2 separate regions of the Mus musculus genome follow, and region 1 is linked to region 2. The links are chromatin contacts, called in public HiChIP or PLAC-seq maps. All regions are on one chromosome and are shown on one strand. The core of a region is the stretch at or near the end of the contact, and the rest is flanking DNA. Distances in the headings are between cores, read along the strand shown. Region 1 has its middle 46 kb from the start of Gm43868. Region 2 has its middle 19 kb from the start of Gm23002.

What was found. HiChIP or PLAC-seq counts read pairs in DNA pulled down with a chosen protein or histone mark.
Region 1: an H3K27ac HiChIP or PLAC-seq map of acute myeloid leukemia shows a contact between it and region 2, with 5 times the contacts expected there. The contact joins two enhancer-like sites. A contact is called at or near these places in 4 of 484 Hi-C or Micro-C datasets (all in embryonic stem cells), 1 of 115 datasets of contacts at active chromatin or transcription factors (acute myeloid leukemia) and 1 of 9 other capture datasets (embryonic stem cells).

What each region holds. Positions count from the first base shown.
Region 1 is chr6:112,997,091-113,002,866 of GRCm38.p6, reverse strand. No RefSeq gene overlaps it. Among named protein-coding and RNA genes, the nearest start is that of Gm43868, 46 kb to the left of the region's middle. Within about 2 kb of position 2,041, at least 70 of the 459 cell types and tissues checked have an H3K27ac peak or open chromatin away from gene starts, as enhancers often do. A contact at or near this core is called in acute myeloid leukemia, where this site is marked.
Region 2 is chr6:112,570,597-112,577,306 of GRCm38.p6, reverse strand. No RefSeq gene overlaps it. Among named protein-coding and RNA genes, the nearest start is that of Gm23002, 19 kb to the left of the region's middle. Within about 2 kb of position 2,541, at least 24 of the 459 cell types and tissues checked have an H3K27ac peak or open chromatin away from gene starts, as enhancers often do. A contact at or near this core is called in acute myeloid leukemia, where this site is marked.

The DNA.
Region 1 (5,776 bases), core at 792-3,291, 430 kb before region 2:
CTTCTGAATAAATATCTGTTTAGCAGCCATTGCTCCGCTCCTTGTTGGGCTCTGGTTATCAGGAGATCAGGACACAGGTGTTGTTAAGGAGCTGAGATGTCAAAAGGAAAGATGGGGCAGATAGTCTTCGAGCAGAGCCCTCATGAGGGATGCAGATGCTTGGGGCAGAATCACCCCGGGCATAGCCATTTTGACAGTTCTTTCCGTAGAGCAAGTCAGCTCTTCTGGCTTCTAGATGCGTCCATATTGTATGTCAATCTTACAAAGGGCTTAGTCATGTCTCTGCCTCTTTCCAAATGGATAGTTTCCTCAGCATGAAGACTGACTCCCCAGTCCCTTGGTCAGGTGCACCTCTAAACATCAGCCAATGCTCAGCACCCAGCACCTTGTGTAGTCGGCTTTCCAGAGCGGCCACAGATACTGGAGACAACAAACCTGTCAAAAGGAACCGTGTATTTTAGCCCATAGATTGGAAATCTCAGTCTGTGAATGGTTGGTCCCCTTACTTCTGAACCCGTGGTGTGGCACATTATAGTGGCAACACACAGTGTAGAAGAGAGCCCTTCACGTCAGGTGCAGATAAACGAAGAGACCAGAGTCCCATAATTCCCTCAGGTCTTGCCTTTCCCTATTACCTAAAGCTTCCCCCTAGGGCTCCACATCTTGAAGTTCTACCTCCTCCTAGCAACACCTAGCAACACCTTGGCCCAGGAACCAACTGTTTAACACATGAGCCTTTGAAGGACATTTAAGATTCAAACGCAGCACATTTACAGTTCCCTAACTGTGAGAACAACCTCTCTCTCCTGCAGTGGTCATACGGCTTTAGTAAATGCATGTTTATCAAGTGTAATTCGCATTACACGTGTTAGTGTGGACTTTTCAAGTCGGCAGAGTCTTAGGCGCTGACGCAGTGAGTGCTGTACTCTTCTGGTTCCTCCTCCACTCACGTGGTTCCTTGGGGGAGGGGCTAAATGAAGTCATAAGAATAAATTATTCTGGACAAGGTTAATCATGTAATCAGCAGCATTCAGTATCGTTTAAGTTACTCAGGATGGGTGAGTTCTTAAGACCTATACAACATCACGCCGGAGTCAGTGCCGCCCTGCCTGAATATAGGAAAGTCTCATGCTGTGTGCTTACTACTAAAAACAAGCATGACGCACTCCTTTAATCCCAGCACTTAGGAGACAGAGGCAGGAGGATCTCTATGAGTTCGAGGTCAGCCTAGTCTACAGAGTAAATTCCAGGACAGCCAGAAACCCTGCCTTGAAAAACTAAAATGAACAAACAAACAAACAAACAAACAGCTAGGCATAATGGTGCATGACTTTAATCCCAGCACGCGGGAGGCTGAGGTCAGAGGACCTCTTGTGAGTTTGAGGACAGCCTAGCCTTTATACCCAGCCAGAGATATAAAGTGAGCCCCTGTCTCAAAATAACAACAAGAATATCCATCCAAACCCTAAGTAAACAAAAGTTAAGGGAAAATAAGTAACTTAACAGCATTTCCAGAACAAAGGATCGCCACTTATTCTTTGCATTCTTCACAACTCATTGCCATTTTGAAACAGCGTGGTTAAGAGAATGTGTGTGGGTAAAGGAGTTAACAATTGCAGGCATTATCATCATCGCTAGCTTCCGATGTCCTTGTAAGTTCTGAAATTCAGAGACTAGAAGCGGCTTCCTTGGGTTACAATGATCTGGTCAGAGCAGCCACCAGTAATGTTCTCAGAGTGCCTCACCAGGTGGCGCTCTTTTACCGGGATAGGTTCTGACCAACTCCCTCCTCCCACTTCCCAGCATGCAGTAGCCTCTTCCCCACCAGTTCAGCCCAGCCTTGTAGAGCTAGCTGGGATATTGTGTCTAAGCCTTGTTTCAGACAGGGAGAAATAAAATTTTGAGAAAGTATGTCTCTGGGCTCAGAGACCCTACGTCACCAGGTGGAGTCCGGGTTTATTCAATTCTGAGCCTCATCTGCCTCCCAGTGCTTCTCTTATTCGGCTCTCTGCAGACGCTTCTAGATCTTGCCTTGCAGGCTTCCCTCACAGTGGATCCTGGTGGGCAGAGCTAGTGCTCCTCTCCTAGGCATTTGTCACTTTCTGCTATTACGGGTGGAGAAGGTATTTGGGAACAAGAAAGGGAACAGGCTCTTTTTATTTCTTCCCCTTCCGGAGGCATTCAGGGGCAGTGTATGTGCAGCTAGGGGAAGGGACCTGGAACCAAACCGTCTTTGTCATGACTCTTCCCCTTTTCACAGCAGGATAACAGGCTGTGAGTAAACTTGTGTCTCATTATTCCATCCATAAAGTTGGGGCAGTAAAATATCCCATGGGAGCCGCCATAGACGAAGCACTCACTGCAGTCGGGTGCTTATGGTGAGCATCATGGTTCACCAGCATCCTACCTGGACAGAAAAACTTCTGGGAGGATGCCGGGCTGCCCATACTGGCCCTCACCTGTGTCTTCCTGCTACAGCATCCTTTTATGACACCTGTCACATATTTCAGTGATGCTGTGTGTTAAGTCTAGGCTCTCATACTCGCAATGGACCTGCAGCCCAACCCAGGGAAGTGGGTACTTAGCATGTTCCCATCACATGGAGGAGGCTCAGATATGACAAAGTCATCTCTCCAGGTCACTGCCTAGCGACAGGAGGGTGCCTCACAGTCAGGCCTGTCTGATTAAGCTGTAAGATTCAAGCTGTTTACTTCTGCATTCTACTGCTCTTTTGAAACTGGCAATAACAGTAAGCAGGACCCCTCACAGTGTGGGCATCATCCGGACTGCCGAACCCACATCCCAGGACCACCCATCTGTAGAGTGATGGTTCTTAACCCTTTAAAATAATCTATCTATCTATCTATCTATCTATCTATCTATCTATCTATCTATTAGCAGGATTTTCATCCTAGCACTGGGTAGGCTGAAACTCTATTTAGACCAGGCTGGCATTGAGCTCACAGAAATCCATTTGCCTCTTCTTCCTTAGTGCTGGGATTAAAGGCAGGTGCTACCACACTAGGCTAGATTTATTTCTGTTGTTTTTATGACATGCATGTGTCTGTGTGGATATATGTCCCCTGTGTTGGGGTGCTTGAGGAAGGCGGAGAGGGTGTTGGGTCCCCTTGGGGCTGGAGTTTTGTGTGCTGGGAGCCTGGTGAGGGTGTTGTTAAGCAAACTTTGAACCTCTGGAAGAGCAGCAGGTGCTCTTAACCTGGGGGACAAAGATGTAGAGGTCACTCATGTTTTTCTGCCCCTCTCCCCAAGGTCCTTTGGGTGACAAATACAAGGATTCTTAGATTATATTTAGCCCCACAACCTTCAAGGGTCACCTGCCCCCATCTCGTTTTTTTTTTTTTTTTTTTTGTGCAGCCTCAGGCTAGCTCTTTGGGCAGCCAGGCAGCCTGCATCCCAGGCACGTGAGGTCCTTTGAGCCATCCAAGATGTAACACAAGCACTCTGTGACTCAGACCAGACTCTCTGGGATTTTTCCTTTCTGGGCATGTGACAGTCTGTGCAGTATCAACAGCTTTTAGCAAGGAAAGAAACAGACACCACATTACTGTCACAAAATCATAGATGGCAGGCAGGCTCAGAAGGACCATGCATAGAAAATCAATAGTGGGCCCTGTTGAGGGCAGAAGGAAGGAAGGAAGGTCTGTCTGTCTGTCTCTGGCATGTGATGGTCTTCTAAACAAAAATTCTCAATCTCATCTATGTCAAGGTAATGGCTTGTTGAAAGGAACTGTCCTGTGTATTGTCTGGTGTGAGTATCATCATTGTCTGCCACCCACAAGATAGTAAAACATTCCCCGAGTAGGGCAATAGCCAAATGTCTCTAGATGTTTCCGATGTGGTAGGAGATAGAACTGCTTCCTCACCGCTCTCTTATTGAGAATCACTATTGTAAAAGCAACCATTTCTTCATTCCCTTCCTGAAATATGTATTAACATTTTTCTGAGTGCTGGAGAGATGGCTGACAGTTAGTAGCGTACAATGCTCTTGCAGAGGACCTGAGTTTGTTGGCCAGCACTCATACTGGGCATCTCACAGCTCATAGCTAACTCTAGCTCCAGGGGATTCAACAATCTCTTCTGGATTCCACAGTTACCTGCACCCATGCTTGCACATACCTGCACACAAATGCACACATTTATATACAATTAAAATAAACCTCTTTTAAAAAGACATTTGTGTGCCTTGGTGTCCTAGTTAGGGTTTCTATTGCTGCGATACTGGTGTGATACTGGTGTGATACTGGCCCCTTCTTAGGCACTGCTGACTTCTCTGCTCCAGCTAACTGGCATCAACTGTCCCAGTTAAGCCAAAGTTTCACCTTAGTGGTTCTGGGTCTCTTGTTAATCACAGCTGATTCTTTGGCCACAGCTGACTAGAGCCACCGATTCTAAATTCTGAACATCAAATGGCCCTGAAAGAGTCTTTGCGTCCCTCTGAAACTGAAACTTCACCAGCCAGGCTTCCATCCCCTGCACTGCTCTGAGGCTCATCTTCCAAGTTCTCACAACAGCTCATCAACCTTTGAATGCTCAATGGCTTTCCTAGCTCAAATATACAATATCCTTCCACGGTCCTTCCCCAAACAACTTGGTGAGGTCTGTTACAGCAATACCCTGCTTCCTGGTACCAATTTCTTTGTTAGGGTTCCCTTTGCTGTGATAAAACACCATAATCAAGCAATCTGGAGAGGAAAGGGTTTATTTTGCTTACACTTCCATATTATAATTCTTCATCTTAAGAGAGTCAGGGTAGGAACTCAGACAGGAGGAACCAGGAGGCAGGAACTAATGCAGAGGCCATGAAGGAGTGCTGTTTACCGATCCTCTCTTCATGGCTTGCTCAGTGTGCTTTCTTAGAGCATCCAAGACCACTAGCCCATGAGTGACACCACCTACAAGGGCTGACCCTCCCATACTAGTCACTAGTTAAGAGAATGTGTATGGGCTTGCCTACAGCCCAGTCTTACGGAGACATTTTCACAGTGGAGGCTCCCACCTCTCAGATGACTCAAGCTTCAGTCGAGCCGATATAAATTTAGCCAGCATACGTGCTTTGCTGGCTTGTGAACCAGGCATTCACTCATTCTTCAGAATTCAGCTAGGGAGGCAGGGGTCATACAGGTAGCAGAAGAGAAAACCCTCAACAAAGACAAAAGCTAGGTACTCAGAAAATCACAGGGGCAAATACTCTAATGACTGGGGAGATAAAAAAAAAAAAAAAGCTTTCCCAAGAGTATACATGGCAGATGTGGTGAAGGAAGGACACTCCAGGCAGAAGGGACATGTACCAGGAAAGTGTGGAGTGTGACATGATAGGGACAAATGTATTTTAGAATGGCTGCACCCACAGAGCATGCACTAGGAGTGACTAGGAGGTAAGCAGGGCCAGGCAATGATGGTGGGACGATGGCTAACACTCATTGAATGCTTTGTACAAGTCAGGTTCTGCCTCAATGCAGTAGAAACACACACACTAAGTGGGGAGATAGCGTGTCCAGGGTACATAGTGCATGCTGATTTCTTGTAAGCCTCATTAAGAAACGTGGTCTAAGAGCCAAGGAAGTGGAAGGCTAGCGTCAGCATACCGAGGCACTCACACTGGGTGGAACAGTGCCACTGCGTTTACCCCAGCATTCTGTGGTGTCTGGAGCTCAGCTGGGTGAGGCCTTTCTTGGTTTAGTTTGCAGTCTCAAGGTGGCAATGGCATGGTTGGGGTGGGATGTCTGGCACCTGCATGAGACTCTGTCCATCATTC
Region 2 (6,710 bases), core at 1,292-3,791:
GTAAAGGCAGGTGCCTAGGAAGTACTGGATTTCCTGTTCATCTTCTTTTCTTAAGTGGAGTCCCTGGCTCATCAGAGGTGCCCAGAAAACAACTCCTGAGTGTTCGTTGGACCTCTGACCTGTGCTGGGGCTGAGGCAGTGGGTAAGGCCACAGAGTTCTGTGATCTTAGGTGAGGAGCAGTCATCAGAAGGAAGAGCCTTGTTCCCAGGAGAACATCTACATAGTGCCTGGGCACAGAGACCAACCTCAGCCTTTCAGAATGTTCAGAGTGACTTTTGGGGTCTCCAGACCCTACATCCTTTTCACCTGAAATGCTCTGCTACCATCTTGCCCATCTCTGCCTGTAACAAACCTTCAGGGTCTTACCCTGTCGGCAATATAGAGGACTGGGTGAGGACACAAGAAACAAACCGACTAAGTGAGCTGGCTGGAAAAGACCTTGTCATTGGCAGATAGAATCAGAGCCCATAAGGTCTTCTGACAGCTTAAAATGAAGATCAAATATGAAAACAAAGCAAAACAAAACAAAACAAAACAAAACAAGACATCCCCCAGCAACTCAACTCCATTCACCTTTCTGGGACTGTTTCTTCTTCAAGGTGGGCAGAGTGTTCCAGAACAGTGGCTCTCTACTCTGTGTTTTGAGGAAACATAGAGACCCATTCTTTGGCCTTAGAGAGACTGATTTAATTGGTCTGTGCTTAGTCTTGGAGATAGTGTTTTTTGAAAGCCCCCTCTCCCCCGGAATGATTCTCTATGGTTGAGAACCACTAAGCTAAGTTGATAGTTGAATCATTTTCCCTTGAAAGTTCTGTGGGTTCTGCATGCTCTGTCTACCTGTTGCAGTAAATCTCTTCCCAGATATGCCCCAGCAAAGAAAACACAACACAGTTAATATGAACACATGCTGTGCACCTAGATTGGGCAGATCTACCGCTACACTACCACCTTCCACATCTGAGTCCCCTTAGAACTTGCGGTTTCTCCAGGCCATGTGCTTCTGCTCTGCTCTTCTTTGTCTTCCTCTTCCTCTGCATCCTCTCCCTCTTCCATTTTCTCCTTCTTCTCTCTCTCTACCTTCTGCTCCACCTTCCCTCTTATCTGTCCAATCATCAGCTCTCCTTTATTTTACAAATTAAGGTGGGAAGCAGGTTTACAGGAAATCACCTGAGTGTTGACCCATTCCTTGTTCGCAACCACTCACAAGAGAACGGAATTAACAACAAATATAATTAGCCCCAGGGCTCTCCACAACAGAAACCTAACTTGAGGCACCCATTTACTGAGCTCAGAGGCTAGGTCCAGTTCTTTAGAAGCAATGCATCTTAGTTAAATCGTCACAACTCTGTAAGATATCAAGGCTATGCTGGGCACGCCTTTAATTCCAGCACTTGAGGCAGAGGCAGGCGAGTCTCTGAGTTGGAGGCCAGATTGTTCTGCAGAGTGAGTTCTAAGACAGCCAGGGCTCAACAGAGAAACAGTGTCTCCAAAGACAAAAAAGGAAAAAGATACCAAGGGCGTGCTGCCATTAAGGGATGAGGAAGCCGAAGCTTGCTGACATGGTCTATTCTGGTCATTGTCACACAGCTATTGGTGGGAGATCTAAGATTTGAACCCGTATCTGTCATACTTCAAAGCCTAGCATGTTCTTTCCAAATTGGAGACCAACACCAGTAGTCATTTGGGTAGTTTCTTGGACAATGTATACTTTGAGACCCTTAAGCACCTAACCACATAAAGTCCTACTCCCCTTTTCAAATTGCTTTGGTTACAAACCATTTCCTGCATCAGGCACTACTGTGTTGCAACAAAAATTCGGCACTTGGCCAAATTCGTGTCAGGCTCTTCCAGGTCTCCTTCTCATCTAGGACGCTTGGATTTCTCTTTCTGTAACACAGTTTCCTCAAGAACCCCATCAAGTGAGCTTAGTGAGAATCCCTGCCCCTTAGCATCTGCTTGTGTCTTAGGCCTCGCCCTGGCCCACATTCAGCAACAAGCTGGTGATGTCGGGCTAGCCTGGGTCCACTGTGATGTCAGGCTAGCCAGGGTCCACTGTGAAGTCCGGCAAGCCCGGGTCCATTATTACCACTTCCTCCTGGTAACTTTCCAACTGCTGATCACTCACATTTGCTTGTTGGCTATACACTTCCACTTGTTTAAACTCTGCTTTTAAGATGTCCTCCAGGGTTCTCGGGTGTCTCATTACCTACTGTAATAGTCCTCAAATAATATCTGTTGTTTTGTGCTGGCTACTCTTCGACTTTGGTTTTCTTTGACATTCGTAGATTCAGAGAACATTTGCTAGCCTGAGTGTTTGGGGTAGGGTTGGGTCAGCTAAGAGACTGAAAGGATATCACTAGCAGGTGAAGACTCATAAAGCCTGTAGGTCAGTTTTATGTCAACTTGACACAAGCAAGCGTAATTTTAGAAGAGGGAATCTTGGTTGAGAAAATGTATCCACACAGTTAGCCTGTGGCTAAGCCTGTGATGCATTTTCTTAGTTGCTGATTGATGTGGGAGGGCTTGTCTCACTGTGAGTGATGCCACCCCTAGTGGGGGCGGTCCTCAGTGGAATAAGGAAGCAGGATAAACAAGTTATGAAAAGTAAGCCAGTAAGCAGCAGTCCTTCAAAGTTCCTGACACCAGGTTCTTGCTCTGACGTTCTAGGATGGTGATGGACTACAAGCTGTAAGATTAAAGAGATCCTTTCCTCCCTAAGTGGCTTTTAGTGATAGTGTTTCATCACAATAATAGAAATCCTAATGAAGACAAAGGGCTTACAGGTCATGACTGCAGAGGCAGAGATACAGGATGCTGTCATAGGCATTCAGGTTGTGTTTGTTGGCATGAAGAGAGTGGGATTCTGAAACAGAAGTTTGGAGATTCCAAAGACTGAAGGTCAGCTCTCCTCGAGGCAAGGAACCTGGTTTAATTTAATTGTAGACATAAAGTCAGTGCTGAAGAACTGGCCCATTTCCTGTATTGTCTTGACTGTTGCTATGGGATGACTTGGGTCCTCTGGGCTGGGGAAAAAGCCGTGGGGATGCTCCCAATGGTCCAACTCTGCTGCTCAGTAGCTTCCCAAGAATGTGGGCTTTCACCATGAGTTGATGCTTGAAGGCAAATAGAGTACACAGCCTCCCAACCCAGCTTGTCACATGCTTCATGCCCCCTCAGAGGGTTGCTAACTAAGAGCACAGACATGGGGCTTGAGTGGCAGAGCTTGAAGTACTAGACAGGTGGTCAGAGCTCAGCTCTTTGATGCTATTTGATTGGTTTGTAACCGAACAACAGAGCAAGGACAGCGCGCCGGGAAGAGAGATGACACTGTGTGGGGAGGATCATAAGCTACACATAGTGCTTGCTCTCTGATTGGGGAAGATGGGTCACATGATCAACTAAAGACAAAGGTGGACAAAGGCAAGGAGAGCGATAAAGGAAGACAGCAGAGCAAGGAGTCCCAAGGAGACATTCTTGGCACACTTCAAGGAAGGAGGGATGTTTTCTAAAGAAGCCATCTCTGAGAAACGGAGCTACCTGGGTAGATTGGAAATCAAGTCAATTAAAACGAGGCTGTTATTCAGGTGAGGCAGGCATGTGGACACCTAGATATGAGGTGAGACATGTGAGGTTTGGTAGAAAAGAGTAATGTCAAGAGTATGGGGCACTTAGACAGACGTAGTGACACTCTAATTAATGCTCTATGGCATTCCTTCTGCCACAGTAATAGAATTCTGCTTCCATTTGCTGAATCCACTCCTCCACACGTCAAAGTATCCATTTTGTCTCCTTTGACAATAATTAGTTTAGGCAAAAGCATTTTGGTGCAGTTATTGTCAGAGCTCTAAAAGGAAGTGTTCTAGATGTTTCTGGAAGTCTTCCTTCTTGTCAAAAGGAAGCAGACGTGGAGAGTGAACGTGTCCCCTCCTTCTTCTGGACATTGTTGTGTCTGAGCATTATCAATGATGGGGTCTGTCATCTTGCTGCCAGAAGCATGGGAGCAAAGCTTCAGACTAGACATGGCTGCTGGGCTCAACACCTGCCTCCTCCCCGACCTCCCTGAGCAGATGAACTTGTTCTATCTGTACATGGTGCGTGTGAAGACAGGACAACATAGCCAGTTTTTCTCTGCCCTCTGAAAGCATTAAACGTACAACCTATTTTGGTGTGTGACCTACAGCCTATTATTAGGACTTCAACTTTCTAGTTAAGAGTTCTTGCCTTAGCAAATGGAGTAATATGCTCCAACTACTTAGGAGGCAGAGTGAAGCAGATCTCTGAGTTCAAGGCCAGCTTGGTCTACTTAGTGAACTCCAAGCCAGACAAGGCTACCTAGTGAGACCCTGTCTCAAAACAACCACCACCACCACAACAGCAGCAATAAAACCTATCAAAATTAGGATTACTATTGCTTTGATGAAACCAATTTACTCTGATGATCAAAAATCAAGTTAGGGAGGAAAGGGTTTATTTGGCTTGTACTTCCACATTGCAGTCAACTGCAGAAGGAAGTCAAGACAGGAACTCAAGCAGGACAGGAACTCTAGCAGGATAGGGTCCTGGAGGCAGAAACTGATGCAGAAGCCATGGAGGAGTGCTGCTTCCTGGCTTGCTCTTTATGGCTTGCTCAGCCTGCTGTCTTACAGAACCCAGGACCACCAGCCCAGGGGTGGCACCACCCACAATGGGCTAGGCCCTGTCCCATCAATCACTAATTAAGAAAATGCCCTCTAGCTGGATCTTCTGGAGGCATTTTCTCCATTGAGGTTCTCTCCTTTCAGATAACTCTGACTTGTGTTAGTTAGTTAGTTAGTTAGTTAGTTAGTTAGTTAGTTAGTGTGTTAGTTAGTTAGTTAGTGTGTTAGTTAGTTGGCATGAAAATAGCCAGCACAGATTTCAATGTCGCTTTTAAATAGGGGCTTCTATCTATGTCATGCTGATATCAGTATGCCTGAGACAAAGGCATTTGAGTGAAGACATTCAGTGGGGAGCCAACAACTGTGGCTCTCCTGAAAATGTTCATCCCTCTGAAAGAAACTGGTGGGTGCTAGAGGGATGAGTGACTACTTTTCTCACCCTGGGCCCCAGGCAGTCAATCCAGAGCCTCTGTTTCACATGAGTCCTTTTTCTCCCCAAGACCATTGAGGGTATGCCCAGAAGTATTGGCTGTCAATACCTAGAACCTGCTGCTATTCACCTTGAGATCTTGCCACTCAGAACTCCCCTGATGAGAAGCTCTGGGGCCACCAACTGACACCTTCAGGGAGCGTGTTCTTCTCTGAGACTGTGGGTAGTATACTGGCGACTACAACCCACTTGCCAGTTATATGCACACTTCTTGTTGTGGCTCTGAACAATAATTGTGTTTTCAGGGTTAGGCTTAGAGTTAGTTTCTCTTGGGGCTTCAGAGGTGACGTCTGGGTGGCACAAAGAGGCTGCACTTAATATCAGGCCAACATGTAAAATGAACTCTTCACACTTAGTTTACATCCATGAGTCACCTTTTCTCACGCTTTGGTTAAAACAGAAGGCAGGCTTGAATTCGGACAGGTGCCTAGGTGCTCTGAAGGCTTTACTCCCTCCATGGTGGCATCACTCAAAATGAATCTCTCTCAGACCTGACCTCAGCTAGCAGACAGTGAGCTATGTTTGCCTTTCAGTATCTTAACCAGACTTAATGCAGTTAAGAAGTTTCTCTTTAATTATTCACCTTACCATGTTAACATGTTTAAGAATTATATTGAAGAATATTTAGAATTTGGAAAGTGAAGCCACTCACTCATGTAACACATCAGTGAATTCACTTCATCCAGGCACCTGATAGTCCACTGTGGTCCTATTACTGGATTTGCTTCTACACATACATTCTTGTGTCCTAGTCTTTTCTGTCTTACCAAGTTAGAGTGATCTATCCATACTGCTATATTGAATTTGTAATAACTTTAATGTTTAATTAATATGGTCAGCAAATAGAATCATTTAACTTGGTCAGAAACACTGCTGGGTAGTTAAATTGTTGTTTTTCCCTTTCCTCCTCCTCCTCCTCCTCCTCCTCCTTTGCTTTTTCTTCTTCTTCTTCTTTTTCTAATCTTCCATTCCTTCCACCTTACGGGTTCAGGAATAAGTGAGTTCATGCAAGCAAATCCTGAGTGGTTGATTGATTGGTTGTATAAAGTCACAGTGACCTCATTTCCTTGTAAGGGCTTATTTGAGGTTCCTGCATGTTGCTGATCTGAGAGACATGGGGAGAGAGGGAGTGAGAGTGAGAGAGCCCTTCCTATACTAGATGCTGTTGTATCTGGACAGGGTGCTTGTGAAGGTAGCAAGAAAACCTAATCAGCTCTTCTTGCCCTTGAGAAACATTAACATGTGTGTGATCCTACAGCCTATTATTGTTTGGACTTGACTTTCCTGGGCATTTAGGATGCTGGAATCTGGAATTACTCCCTAAATAGCAGGATCTCTTGTCCTGAAAAAAATTCCTTATTCTAAGATTCTTTTCAAGGCTCCTAGAATACGTGTTTCTTTGTCAGTGATGTGAAAGAATGAGGAACAAATCAGCTTGGTCCAGTTCTCTTCTCTTGTCCCCAGTGAGTGAGGACACAAAGCTATTCTGATCTCTAAAATAAGCAGACAGTATGACTCAGTCAGTGATGAGGAACCAGGAGGCAGGAGGTTGGGCTTTTAAAGATTCCCTAGGGAGGGTCTA